Linked DNA regions of Danio rerio: region 2 is linked to region 1. A link is a contact called in public Hi-C data. All regions are on one chromosome and are shown on one strand. Each heading gives the region's core, a stretch centred on a gene start, on an enhancer-like site or on the middle of the called end of the contact. The rest is flanking DNA. Distances are from core to core; before and after follow the strand shown. Region 1 overlaps nav2a (neuron navigator 2a). Region 2 overlaps nav2a (neuron navigator 2a).

Region 1 (7,220 bases), core at 2,461-4,960:
GACTGGTGTATACATGTAGGAATCTGTCCCTCATTTATGTACTTTTTAAGTTTTTTTTTCTTAAAATGTTTTTGATATACGTAAGTGTGTACCTGTACAGTTTGTATTTTTTATTATTTATTTTTTCCCATTTTTCCTTTTCATCTCTTGATAGATGCTATCTTAAAATAATAATACATTTTGTGAAATTTAATTTTACCTAGGCATATGGAACTGTTTTACAACTAAATAATTATTTAAAACTATAAAACTTACACATTAAAAATAAGTGAAAATAAGTAAATTAACAATTAAATTAAAATACAAAAATATAATTAAATAATTAATTAAAAATAAATAATTAAAATTAAAATAGAATTCAATCAATAAAAAATATACACAAAAAAGAGATAATGAATAACATTAAAAAACATATGCAACAAATAAAATAAATGTAAAAAAAATCATAAATGTTTTGTCATTTAGTTTTTATTTGTAAATAAATATAAAAATGTCAACTCCAAATTCATAAAGCCGAGTTAAAAGGCTAAAAATACCATAACTATTATTACTATTCATTCATTCATTCATTTATTTATTCATTCATTCATTCATTATCACCATTCATTAGACAAACGTGCTGCCCACTGCACAACCCCTATTTTTACTACTAATTCATTATTTAAAACTATAGAACTTACACATTAAATTACACAATACAATTAATTAATTAAAATATAATTCAATCAATAAAAAACTACATAGAAAAATGAGAAAATAAATCACATTTAAAAAAACATTACTATTATTTATTTATTATTATTTAATGTTTTTATTTTATTAAAAATAATAACAATTAAGTATGTGTGTGTGTGTGTGTGTGTGTGTGTGTGTGTGTGTGTGTGTGTGTGTGTGTGTGTGTGTGTGTATGTGTGTGTATATATTTATATATATATATATATATATTTGTTTTTATTTGTAAAATAAATAATAAAAATAAATATAAAGTGTATATCAACTCCAATTTCAGGCAGGAGAACAGAAAGGCAAAATAACCTAAAATATTTGTACCATTATATTAGCCACACAACTGACATTTTAAAATTAAGTAAAATTATTAAATAAATGAACACAATTACAATTAATAATGCAGTCAATAAAAACACAAGTATAAAACATTATAAATATATTAGTAAAAATAAAATAAATATATTTAAACTATAAATACAACTCTGACCTTTACGTTTTTAGATTCTTTGGATTCTAAGTTCTTACAGAAAACCTTAGCTTAGTGAGTTTTTTTTTTTTTTTGTAGTATAAATACAAAAAAATATTTTTTATGCTGTTATTTTGCATATTTTTCTCTGTTCAAGACTGTAAAATGTTCATTTGTTACTACAGCTACATAAACTTCAGTCCCAAAAATAGCAGACAATAAATGTCTTTCTCTGGGCTGTCTATGAATCAAAGATAATATAAATCTTCAGGTGAGCTTTCATGTTTAAAAAAAAAAAAAAAAAAAAACCTTGTTGAGGAAATTTGGAAAAAATTGGAAAGAGATAAACACGTGGGATTAAACTTTTAGAGTCCGGCTTATCCCAGAAATGAGTCTCTCTCTCTGTTCGCTTTGCACTTCCCACTCACCACTCGTGTGTGAGGGAGGATCTGAAAGAGCAAACCTGTTCATTCTGACGTAATCCCACGCTGAATGTAAAACATCAAATAAATCACATGTAATACTGGATCGAGAGCTCTAAGAATAAACTATATACCAAACATTCATTTATTAATGAAGCACATCATTAAATTAGCATGGTGAGAAGCAAATTACAAAGTGCTTAAAGTCTGAGTGAAATGGAATTTGCGAATGGCTATAAATTCAGTACACTGAAAAAGATTATTCACTGGATTTACTACATTTTTGTAAGGTGATTGGTTGCAAACAATTTTTATCCATTAAATCCATAAAATTTAGCATTGTTTAACTTAATTTGTTTGTTTAAATTCAGCCCATATACATTTTTTACAAACACTCACCTTGCAAAAATGTAGTAAATGCATTTAATCGTTTTTTTCAGTGTATGATAATTCAGCATTTTTACAGTGTATTTCGCAGCAAACTAAGTGTTGGAGAGGCATGGCTAAGCATGTTTTGCCCAAGCCCTCAAACTGACATAAGAGAAGGACAAATCAAAGATTACCAAAACAAACTATTATTCAGTGGATTAACTTGCATTGATTAATGGTTTGCAATTAAGAGTGCGTCTCCACCAAATCATTTTCCCCCAGCTGAGTGTTTTTTTTCTGTTGTTGTCATTAAAATTGTTGCGTTTTTAAAAAAAATAGCGTGCGTTTTACATAAACTGCTGAACATTTGCCGTTTTTTTATAACCTAAAAATCTAGGGCTTGTTATCGACAATATGTTGACATTGCAATCTCACGGAAATATCCATGTTTTTTCATTAATGTTCTCAAATGTAAGTTAATTTACCATTCGTGTGGGCTAAAGTTACTTGTTGGGCAGCCTTGTGAAGGTGGCAGGTAAGGTTATCAAGATTAAACCAAAGTGAGACATTGTAATTAACTAAAATTATGTCTTGAAGAAAGCTCAGGTTTTCGTTTGCTCATCAGATCACCTATTGTATTCTGTGTTTCAGTTGTTGCCATCGCGGCATTATTTTAGAGTTTATATATGCGGGACAAATAGAATTAGATATTATTTTATTAGGGTGGCCATTAGGTTACTAAATAAGTCCAGCGGGGAGGGAAATCTAACTTAAAATGTATTTATTGTATGTTTTATGGTGAGAACTTGGTAATGTGTACATGGAAATTGCCTTGTGTTAAGGCAGCTTGCTGCAATTTTAGTTTCTCTAAACGGGATGATAAAGTTGAGTCTGAGTTTTTTTTAAATGCTCCAATAGTTGAAGTGCTCACAGCAGAGTGTTTTTTAGAAGAGTGCCGGTGTTTTCTGTTATGCAAAACACTTTGCCCTTAATTTCATGTGGACTTTAATTCAGAATGTTGAGTTTAAGTTGTTACAAGTGTACTAAAATGTGCAGAAATGTCATTAAAGACAATAGCCTAGTGGTTAGTGTGTCGACACATAGCACCGAGGTGCTCACAGCAACCTGAGTTCGATACCCGGCTCGAGGTCCTTTGCCAATCCTTCACTTATCTCTGCTCCCCACACTTTCCAGACTGTAAAATCTCAACTGTCCTATATCAATAAAGGTGAAAACCCCTAAAAATAATTACAGAATATCATTAAACTGAACTTAGATCCCAGGAGAGTGAAGTACTGTACTGTATACCACTGACTCCTACTGAAACCTATTATAAATGATGTAACCGATTAAACAAGACTGATAGGAAAAGGTTAGAAAAACAATAGTAAACAAGACTCAAACACCCTTTTTCAATTATTACTATCATTGCTGCAAATTGAACCATGGAAAAATAATCAAGGAATCACTGGGAACGGAACAACTTAACAACATTCACTTTGCATAAAAATCAAGAATCATTTCCTGTGATCCAAGACGTCCTGCAGGAGCGGGACAGGACAGATTCAGAAAAACAACCTGAGCAATTGGGTCATCTCTGATGTACCAGGCTGCAGAAACACACCTACTCTCTCTCTCTCTCTCACACACACACACACACACATACACATACTCACGCACAGGACTGTTCCACTCCTAAACACTTGGTTCCTTGTTCTCCAGTTTCCATGGAAACACACCTCTCAATTCTCTGAGGATCAATGGGAACTATGAGGCTATAATAATGGGCTATTTCAGTCTGTTAGACAATCAGATTGATAACTGTGCTAAATAAAGCATGTGTCATCTGCATACACAAACACAAAACCACACAAACACACACAAATGTTTGCAGGCTTGTGTTTTGAATACAAAGCTTGAATACATGCAGTAAGAATTGTGGCCATTTGACTATTTGTCAGTACATTTTGAATTATGTTTCTCTTTTAAAGAGAATATATAGGACTAAAATGTATGTATATGGGTCGCCACAGCGGAATGAACCGCCAACTTATCCAGCAAGCTTTTTTACGCAGCGGATGCCCTTCCAGCCGCAACCCATCTCTGGGAAAAATCCACACACACATACTCATACACTACAGACAATGTAGCCTGCCTGGATATCTTTGGAATGTGGAGGAAACCGGAGCACCTGGAGGAAACCCACGCAAAGGCAGAGAGAACATGCAAACTCCACACAGAAACGCCAACTGAGCCGAGGTTCGAACCAGTGACCTTCTTGCTGTGAGGCGACAGCACTACCTACTGCGCCACTGCCTCGCCCCAGAGTTTAAACAGCAAATGTATTTTCACATTAACCAGGACTCGAAATTAACTTTTTGCCTTGGTAGCACCAGTGCTCCTAACTTCAAATATTTAGGAGCACCAAAAAGAATTTCGGAGCACCAGGAAATATTTAGAAGCACCCACCAAAAATTAATGAGCACCATTGCAAACTGTATTTTAAGGGATATATTGTATTTGAAAACAACATCGATTAACACTAACAAAAACCAGAAACAACTATCTAACTAATGCTGAGATGACATTGAGATTTGTGTGCAATAATTCCAAAATGAATGTCTAATAATTATAGAATATTAATGATGATGAAAATGACAATAATAGTAACAATGAATTACATTTCTCATTATGATGCTGCCTTGAATGTGCTTGAATGTGAGTTATCTGCTATAAAAAGTCTGTTACATTATGCAAAATAAATGTATGGTTTGCATCAAACTAAAATTTTGTAAAATTGCAGTAATAAATATTTATTTTGCACTATTGTTTTTATATGCATGTCAATTTAATAAATAATATTTCTGCTACAAAACAAACAAAAGACTATAATAAATCATTCAAGGCTGAGAGCTGCAAAGCAGTCATCAGTAACTAAATAGCAAAATAACATACATCTCAAGAAAGAAAGGCAAAGTAAGCAATGAAAGTCTCACTTCTACCACAAAACCAAAGGTTTTGGTTTGGGTTTGTGTCATTTTAAATGCTCAGTCTCGTTATGAGCTGATCTTCATTTTTCTGTGTTTGTGGAAAAGCAGGCGAGTTAGCCGCACCAATTTTTGAGCAGGCAGAGCAGGATTCTCGCGATGACCACCGGCGCAACACTGCTCTTTGTTAAGAGCCGAAGTTTCAGTGTAAACTTAGTAAAGGCAAGCTTCTTTGGCGATGATGTGTACAGTATTAGATTTTACATTTACAGTATAGCGGACATTTGAACATGCAGTGAATGCAATGCATTGAGATACGGGCACCTTCTCCGAAAACACTCGATTGATCTCAGCTGGCGGATCAGTATTCATCACATGTCATGATCACTCTCATCTGCACCATTATTATTATTATTACCTTAGGTGGGGTTTGTAAACCTGTATACTTTTCACTCTTCAGCCATTTGCATTTCCTGCGCTCACAAAAGCGGCAGGGAAGAGCGATTCAGCACGCTTTTATAAAAAAAATCTTAACAGGTCGCACTACAACCATTCTATGCAGTTGCACAAATGCTCCCAAATATATTATGAGGTTGCATAGATTAAATTTCGGGCACATTTGCGACCAAAATGGTCGCAATTTCGAGCCCTGTTAACACTTTTTCCCTCGAGTCCAAAACCACCTGAAGAGAGCGTAAAAAAAGATTTTTGGAGAATTTAAGCAATACTGTTAACTTTCACTCGTGGTGGCTCCCCTTGTGGTTGATAAAGGCAATTGCCAGTTAGCAACAAAGCACTTTGCACTGTTCCACTTATTAGCATTTCTATGTATGTCCATGGTTTTGCAATTTTGTCGTGGGTTGCTCACCTAAAGTTGCAAACGTGATTTCAGGCAGAGTCATTTATATGAAGAATTGCGACAACTACAATTGATTGTGTGGAATTCAGCATTTTTTGTGTGTATTTCGCAGCAAACTAAGTGTTGGAGAGGAGTGGCTAGGCATGTTTCGCTCAAGCCGTCGAACTGACATCATCAAAGAAGGACTGCCGTTCAAGCTATTTTTTTTTTTGTGGATTAATTAGCACTGATTAATTGTTTGCAATTAGGAGCAAGTCTCCAACAAAGCATTTTCCCTCCAGCTGAAAATTTCTATTGTTGTCAATAAAATGCTGCGTTTAAAAAAAAAAAAAAAAAAACAGCGTGCGTCTTACGTAAACTGCTGAACATTTTCCGTTTTTTTATAAAGATCTAGGGCTTGTTATCGACAACATGTTGACATTGAAATCTTACACCCAGACTGTCTATAAAAAAAGTGCAGCAAAGAATCTTTTTTGGGTTGTACCTCTATGATGGCACTGTTTGTGACCAATGACAAATTTATTAAATCTGTTTTATCTTTCTGCATTGTAGCTTTTTACTGTAATCTTAGTCTGTCAAATAAGAACAGGTGGGGTAGACTTGTAAAGGTGGCAGGCAGATATTGCTGAAGATGTTCAGCCTAAAAGCTGTCCAAAACCTGCCCAAATGCACAAAAAAGCCCAAAATATAAAAATTTTACTTTAACTATTTGTTTTTTAAAATCGTATATCAACCAACTCTACAATAATAAAATTGCAGCAAAACCGGATCACGTGTTAGCGTGGGTTTTCTCCGGGTGCACCGGTTTTCCCCCAGTGTCCAAAGACATGCACTACATGTGAACTGCTGGAAGGGCATTCGCTGCTTAAAAAATGTTCTGGATGTTGAAAGTTGAAGTTGGCGGTTCATTCCGCTGCGGCAACCCCAGATCAATAAAGGGACTAAGCCGAAAAGAAAATAATGAATGAATGAACGAACAGTATTCAGCCTTAAGTGTAATTTTTAATTAGGTCATTTGTCACAATTACCAGCGATCTAATCCTTGCAGACTGCTGGAGAACTACACATCTGTCACTGAACTGGACTACAAATACTGTACCATCATGCACCTCACACACTAGTTCCTGATTACACACAGTTGGTAACTCATCATGGACTGATTACCTGGACTTTATATTCACCTCTCACACACACATTGCTGAGTCTTGTTTCTTTCTATCAACATTATGAAGCACTTTCCTTGTTTGTTTTCCCTATTTTAAGACTTTCTCCAGAAGAAAAAATATTATAGAAAATACTGTGAAAAATGTCTTGCTCTGTTAAACAGTTCAGGAAATATTTGAAAAAGAAATTCACAAGCAGGCTTATAATTTTGACTTCAACTAAAT
Region 2 (7,220 bases), core at 1,510-4,009, 110 kb before region 1:
ATTCAGTTTAATTAGGCAAGTCTTTAAACAAGTCTTTGGTTTGTTCTGTATACAATCATCAAAATGAATAATAATAATTTCTTAACGGGGAGTAATTATATTGTTAAAAACTTTTTTTTTAATAAAACAGTTTTTATTGCAGCCAAACTAAAGGAAACAAGACTACGCTTTTCCGGAAGAAAACATAATACTTGCTTTACTTATTAAAACACCTATCACTCATTCATTCATTCATTCACTCAATTTCCTTCACCTTAGTCCCTTTATTCATCAGGGGTCGCCACAGCAGAATGAACCACCAACTTATCCAGCATATGTTTTACACAGCGAATGCCTTTCCAGCTGCAACCCAGTACTGGGAAACATCCATACACACTCATTCACACACACACACACACAATACGGCCAGTTTAGTTTATTCAATTCACCTATACCCACATGCCTTTGGAATGTGGGGGAAACTGGAGCACCCAGAGGAAACCTTCATACACTCACCGGCCACTTTATTAGGTACACCTGTCCAACTGCTCATTAACCAAATTTCTAATCAGCCAATCACATGACAGCAACTCAATGCATTTAGGCATGTAGACATGGTCTATATGATCTGCTGCAGTTCAAACCGAGCATTAGAATGGAGAAGAAAGGTGATTTAAGTGACTTTGAACATGACATGGTTGTTGGTGCCAGACAGACTGGTCTGAGTATTTCAGAAACTGCTGATCTACATATCTTGTTCAAGCAGATAGAAAGCATCAGTAACTCAAATAACCACTCATTACAACCGTGGTATGCAGATGTGCATCTCTGAATGCACAACACGTCCAACCTTGAGGCAGATGGACTACAGCAGCAGAAAACCACACCAGGTGCCACTCCTGTCAGCTAAGAACAGGAAACTCAGAATTAAGTGTCAACACCATGAAAGCTTGGATCCATCCTGCCTTTTATCAACGATTCAGGCTGGTGTTGGTGGTGTAATAGTGTGGGGAATATTTTCTTGGCACGCTTTGAGCCCATTAGTACCAAGTGAGCATTGTGTCAATGCCACAGGCTACCTTAGTATTGTTGCTGACCATGTCCATCCCTTTATGACCACAGTATACTCATCTTCTGAAGGCTACTTTCAGCAGGATAACATGCCATGTCATGAAGCTCGAATCATTTCAGACTGGTTTCTTAAACATGACAATGAGTTCACTGTACTCAAATGGCCTCCACAGTCACCAGATCTCAATCCATTAGAGCAATTTCAGGATGTGGTGGAAAGGCAGATTCACATCATGGATGTGCAGCCGATAAATCTGCAGCAACTGCGTGATGCTATTATATCAATATGGAACAAAATCTCTGAGGAATAATTCCAGTACCTTGTTGAATATATGCAAAGAATAATTAAGACATTTCTGAGGGTAAAAAGGGGTCCAACCCGGTACTAGTAAGGTGTACTTAATAAAGTGGCCGGTAAATGTATTACTAAATAGTTAATACATTTTACTTATGTTAAACCTTTTTTTTTTTTTTTTTAGATAGATTTGTTGGTTGTACAGATTGGGTAGCTTTACATGGACAAAGTAACATTAATTTGTTTAAAAGCATTTAAGACCTAAAACAGCATATTTCAGTGAATGTAAGACTTTTTAAGATTTTTCATACTGTCCTTAAATACATTTTTTTAAATTTAAGACAGTTTAAGACCCAGAGGACACCCTGCTATAGTACAGAATAGGTGAGAAGATGTAGTCATTATGTCATAGTTGACACATTATAACCTAGAGCAGTGGTTCTCAAAGTGGGGGTCGGGACCCCCCGAGGGGTCGCGGGGCAATGAAGAGGGGTCGCCTGGTGATTTCCAAAAATCTATTTATTTTTATTAAACCATAAGAATTAACATATTTTATCCATAACTATACTGAAAATAAAAATAGTCGTTTATAGTTACTATATACTATATAGTTACTATAGTAGCTTATAGTTACTAGTTCTATTGGATTGCGACCCCGGGGGTAATTACATTATATTAAAGGCAGCAATAGCGTCAGATGCATTTTGATTTTATAACATCAGGTTATACTTTCTGGCACATTTAAAGCACTGACACAAATTTAATTGGTGTGTCTGCGTCATTGCATGCAAGGTTTCTGTATTTATAACCACCTCAGAGGATATTGGGGGTCGCGAGTCACTGGCATTGTTATTTTGGGGGTCGCAGGCTGAAAAGTTTGGGAACCCCTGACCTAGAGTGTTAACAATAATAGAAAAATAGTGTATTTAAACCTGTATTTAGCACAGTATCTGTCTCGAGTCAGTCGAAATGAAATCTAAAATTAATAAAATATTTTGAAGTGTTTTTACCTTCAGCTGATAGTCCCTGTATGTTCACACCTTTGGCTGCTAGAAAGCTCAAACAGGCATCAATGTTCTCAATCTGGAGAGAAAAGGACAGAAATGAAGCCAATAAGCACTGTAGAAATCACAGATATATGAACAGAAATCAGTCACTATCACCTAAATAAAACAGGTGTTTAATGAGGCAATGCAGACACTATTAAGACTGCCTGGCACCTGCAATATTTCTGAATGAACGCGTGACTGGACATTCCCTCTCTAGTACTCTAGTGCTGTCAGAGAGCATAGATTGGCTGCTCAATCAAAGCAGTATGCAAAGCCTTTGCTGCCAATCGCTGAGGGCGTCAAATTTGCTCTGTTGCTAGGAAACCTTGTTGAGGGCACGACACTGACCCGGCCATATACCAGAGTCACTCAGTTCAGTGCTGGAGGATTTCTGATTGGCTGAGGGGAGGGTGATGTCATAGGCTGCACGTGAAGGTCATGTGGGTGCTACTAGGATATGTTTATTATATTTAGCATGTTTACCATGTGTTATATTTACATTACTAGGGTTGATGTCATGCATAATATCATGGCTGTATGTGTTCTGTTTGTGCAGCTAATGATGTATTTTATGGTATTCATACTGTATATTGCCATTGAATGAAAAAAAATCCTCTTTTATTTCTATATGGGCAATAATCACCTTACTAGTAAGCTGTACATAAATACACTATAATAGTTTTTCATAATAGTTCATTCATTCGGCTCAGTCCCTTTATTAATCTGGGGTCGCCACAGCGGAATTAACTGCCAACTTATCCAGCAAGTTTTTACGCAGCGGATGCCCTTTCAGCCGCAAACCATCTCACAGAAGCTGCAAACCGCAAACTCCACACAGAAACGCCACACAGAAACGTTAACTGAGCCGAGGCTCAAACCAGCGACCCAGCAACCTTCTTGCTGTGAGGCGACAGCCCTACTGCGCCACTGCTTCACCTTCATAATAGTCCTTTAAAAATATAAAAAATAAATAAAATAAATAAAAAGTTCTCACAAAATATTCTGGTCTTTTAAATCCTGAAAGTTTATTTTAGAGTGAGCCCATGTCAAATCTGTCCTAATAGCTATCATTAATCATAAATATCATCAGCTTATGAATGAACGATAAAACAGATGATCGACAAATTTAAACAGAGAATGACATCTGTACAGTTTACTCAAACTAAATTGACAAAATGTTTAAAAAGTTTAATTAATTTTAAACTCAGTAAAAAAAAGTTTCATCCAACAAAGCATCGCCTGGTTTGATATATTGTGCAATAATTAAAGGACATTAACATGTTATAGCTTTAACACGCAGATAAAGCAATGTAAAAACAATAATAATAAACAATATAATTAATATTTATTCTGGGAGACTTGAGACACTTAAAATGTATAACAATGTAACAACACCACCAACAACAGCAAAAACTATTATTATTATTATTATTATTATTATTTTTATTATTATTGTTGTTGTTGTTGTTGTTGTTGTTGTTGTTATTGTTGTTGTTATTAATAATAATAATGACAATTATAATATCAACAACAACAATTTATTTCACACTTTTTAAAGCGTATTAAATGCTGAAGTGTAAAATAACAAACAATAAATAAATGAATAAATAATAATAAACAATAGTATTATTATTTATTCTGGGTCACATGAGACACTTAGTGCATAACAATGTAACAACAACAACAGCAAAAACAACAATATAATAATAATAACAATGATGAGGATTATGATGATGATGATGATAATAATAATAATAATATTGATAATAATAATAATAACAACAACAACAATTTGTTGCACATTTTTAAAAGTTTCTCAAAAGCTGAAGAGTAAAATAACAAATAAAAATAAATAAATAAATAAATAAACAAATAATAATAATAACAATAATATTATTATTTATTTTGTTAGTTATTACGCTTGAGACATATAAAAATGTATAATAATAATAATTTTATTATTATTATTATTATTATTATTATTATTATTATTATGTTGTTGTTGTTGGTGGTGGTGGTGGTGGTACTGTTACACTTGAGACACTTTACAAATGTATAACATTAATAATAACGACAACAACAACAACAATAATTAAAAAATAATTATTGCACATTTTTAAACTGTCTCAAGTGCTTAAGTGTAAAATTACGAAAATAAATATATAATAATAATTATAGTAATAAACAATGATATTACTTATTTAGATACAGTATTACACTTGAGACACTTTTGAAAAGGTATAATAATTATAATAACAATAATATTAATAAAAAATAATAACAAAAATCATAGTAGCAACAAATTATTACACAATTTTAAAAGCTGAAGTGGAATAACAAAACAATAATAATAATTAATAATAATAATAATAATAATAATAATAATAATTATTATTATTATTATTATTATTATTATTATTATTAGTAGTAGTAGTAGTAGTAGAAGTATTAGTGTTATTATTGTGTTGTTTTGTTGTAGTTATTACAATTGAGACACTTTAAACTATATATTAATAATGATAATAATAATAATAATAATAATAATAATAATAATAATAATAATAATAATAATAATAATAATAATAATAACAACAAAATATTACACAATATTAAAAGTGGCTGAAGTGGAATAACAAAACAACAATAATAACAATAATAATTATTATTATTATTATTATTATTATTATTATTTATTTTATTTTTCTTAAAGCAGCTCAAGTGCTCTACCAATTTTTGGGACCACAGTTTAATAAATAGAGCATCGGACTGATTTATTACTCATGTTATGCATGAAAGAGCTGGTCATCTGCCATGGGTTAGTCAGCAGCAGTGTCAGTAATGTCAGCCACAGACTCACTGACTAAACCCCAGTTGCTGCCAGCCAACAGTTGCTGGTCTGAAGGGTCAAGGGGAGATCTCGAAATGTGAGGAAAGAATCTGCTCTAGATTCTTCTGACCCTTTGAAGGAAACCACATCCCAGACATCCAGGACTAAAAATAACCTTTCTAAATAAAAATAACTCACAGAGAGGCACTGAAATCAATCTTGATCCTCTTTCTCTCACTGTGAATTGAATTGCAAGGGAATAATGTCAATATGAATGCATTAAAATATGGGAGAAGGGGACAATTTAATATTGCATTCACTGATTGTTGTCTTAAGGTCATGCATGACAGCAAACACCACTGTGAATGACATACTCATTACAGCTGCATTACAAACTCAACAGGTCAATAGAAATCAGAACCTACTGGAATAAAAGCAAACAAGTGATCATAGAGACATAAAGAGCACTACGTCAAAACCAAACTCACTACTTGTATCTATGCTTCCACAGCCACATACATTTACTGGGGAAAAACATGAATGATGAAGATTTATGTTTGTAATAATTAAAATGATTTAATAGTCCTAATATTTAAGTTAATCTAAATAATACATCAATCTTAACATTTATAATTGTCCTTAATATTAAATAATTTTGATTAAAAATAATATTTAAAAAATTACTACTACTATTGCTTATAATAATAACAACGATTATTGTATTGCTTATATTGTTACAGCAATTAATTTATTAATTTATAAAATTACTATTTATTTTAATGAAGTGTTTTTATTTATTAATAATATTTCAAATAAATTTCAAAAAGATTTTATAATAATATAAAAAAGTAATACATAAAGAATACAATATAATAAAATAAATAAAAATAAATAAATAAAATAATAAAATAATCAAATTAATTGAAATAAAGTTAATTAAAATTTAAAAATAATGGTGCTTCAGTAAGTAAATTTTATTTTATAAAAATACATTTAAATAAAAAATTCTTATAGTTGGAAGTCAGAATTATTAGCTCCCCTTTGTTTTGTTTTTTATATTTCCCAAATGATGTTTAATAGACCAAGGAAATTTTCCCAGTACGTCTGATAATATTTTTTCTTAAATAAAATAAAATAAAATAAAATAAAATAAAATAAAATAAAATAAAATAAAATAAAATAAAATAAAATAAAATAAAATAAAATAAAATAAAATAAAATAAAAATAAAATAAAATAAAATAAAATTGAATTAAATTAAATCATAATGGTGTTTAAGTAAGTCAATTTTATTTAACAAAAAATACATTTAAATAAAAATTTCTTTAAAAAATTCAAAACTTAAAAATATTAATTTACTCATTTTCTTTTCAGCTTAGTCCCTTTATTAATCATGTGTTGCCACAGGATGCCCTTTCAGCCGCACGTCAACACTGAAAACATTCTCATTCACACACATACACTATGGACAATTTAGCCAACCCATTTCACCAATAGCGCATGTCATTGGACTTATGGAGGAAACGGGAGCAGCCAGAGGAAACACGCCACGCCACACCAACAGGAGAGAACATGCAAACTCCACACAGAAATGCCAACTGACCCAGCCGAGGCTCGAACCAGCGACCTTCTTTGCTGTGAGGCATAAACATACAGTCTTGAAACCATAATAAAAACATTACAAACACAACAACTCAGCATTCTTTCCACAACAGAAAAATCATTAATCACATTTGAAAATCATACTGTCAATTCTTCCATATAATGACCATACACATCTCTATGGGTGTAAATTTTACATAACCCTTTTCAGATACACCACTACAAAACCATTATGTTCTCATCTAACTCTTTCTATTCCAAAAGAATCCCTTCAGAAAATCAATCCAGCAAGTTTAAGGAAACAAGAGACCCGTACCTGAACACAGGGCTTTTGTTTGCTTCTCATATCACTGAATGTCACCTGTGAGAGACTGCAGGAGTCAATCTATTTAACACGA

The links. Hi-C and Micro-C count contacts between places; a contact is called where the count stands out from the background.
Region 2: a contact with region 1 is called in a Hi-C map of embryo, with 2.0 times the contacts expected there. The contact joins two enhancer-like sites. A contact is called at or near these places in 2 of 18 Hi-C or Micro-C datasets (caudal fin and embryo).

The regions. Positions count from the first base shown.
Region 1 is chr7:16,774,936-16,782,155 of GRCz12tu, reverse strand. The region is part of intron 2 of nav2a (neuron navigator 2a); the gene reads right to left. Among named protein-coding and RNA genes, the nearest start is that of nav2a, 160 kb to the right of the region's middle. Within about 2 kb of position 3,710, at least 7 of the 62 cell types and tissues checked have an H3K27ac peak or open chromatin away from gene starts, as enhancers often do.
Region 2 is chr7:16,886,585-16,893,804 of GRCz12tu, reverse strand. nav2a (neuron navigator 2a) reads right to left here. Exons shown (of 37, transcript XM_073908180.1): 5 at 2,356-2,428. Among named protein-coding and RNA genes, the nearest start is that of dbx1a, 130 kb to the left of the region's middle. Within about 2 kb of position 2,759, at least 11 of the 62 cell types and tissues checked have an H3K27ac peak or open chromatin away from gene starts, as enhancers often do.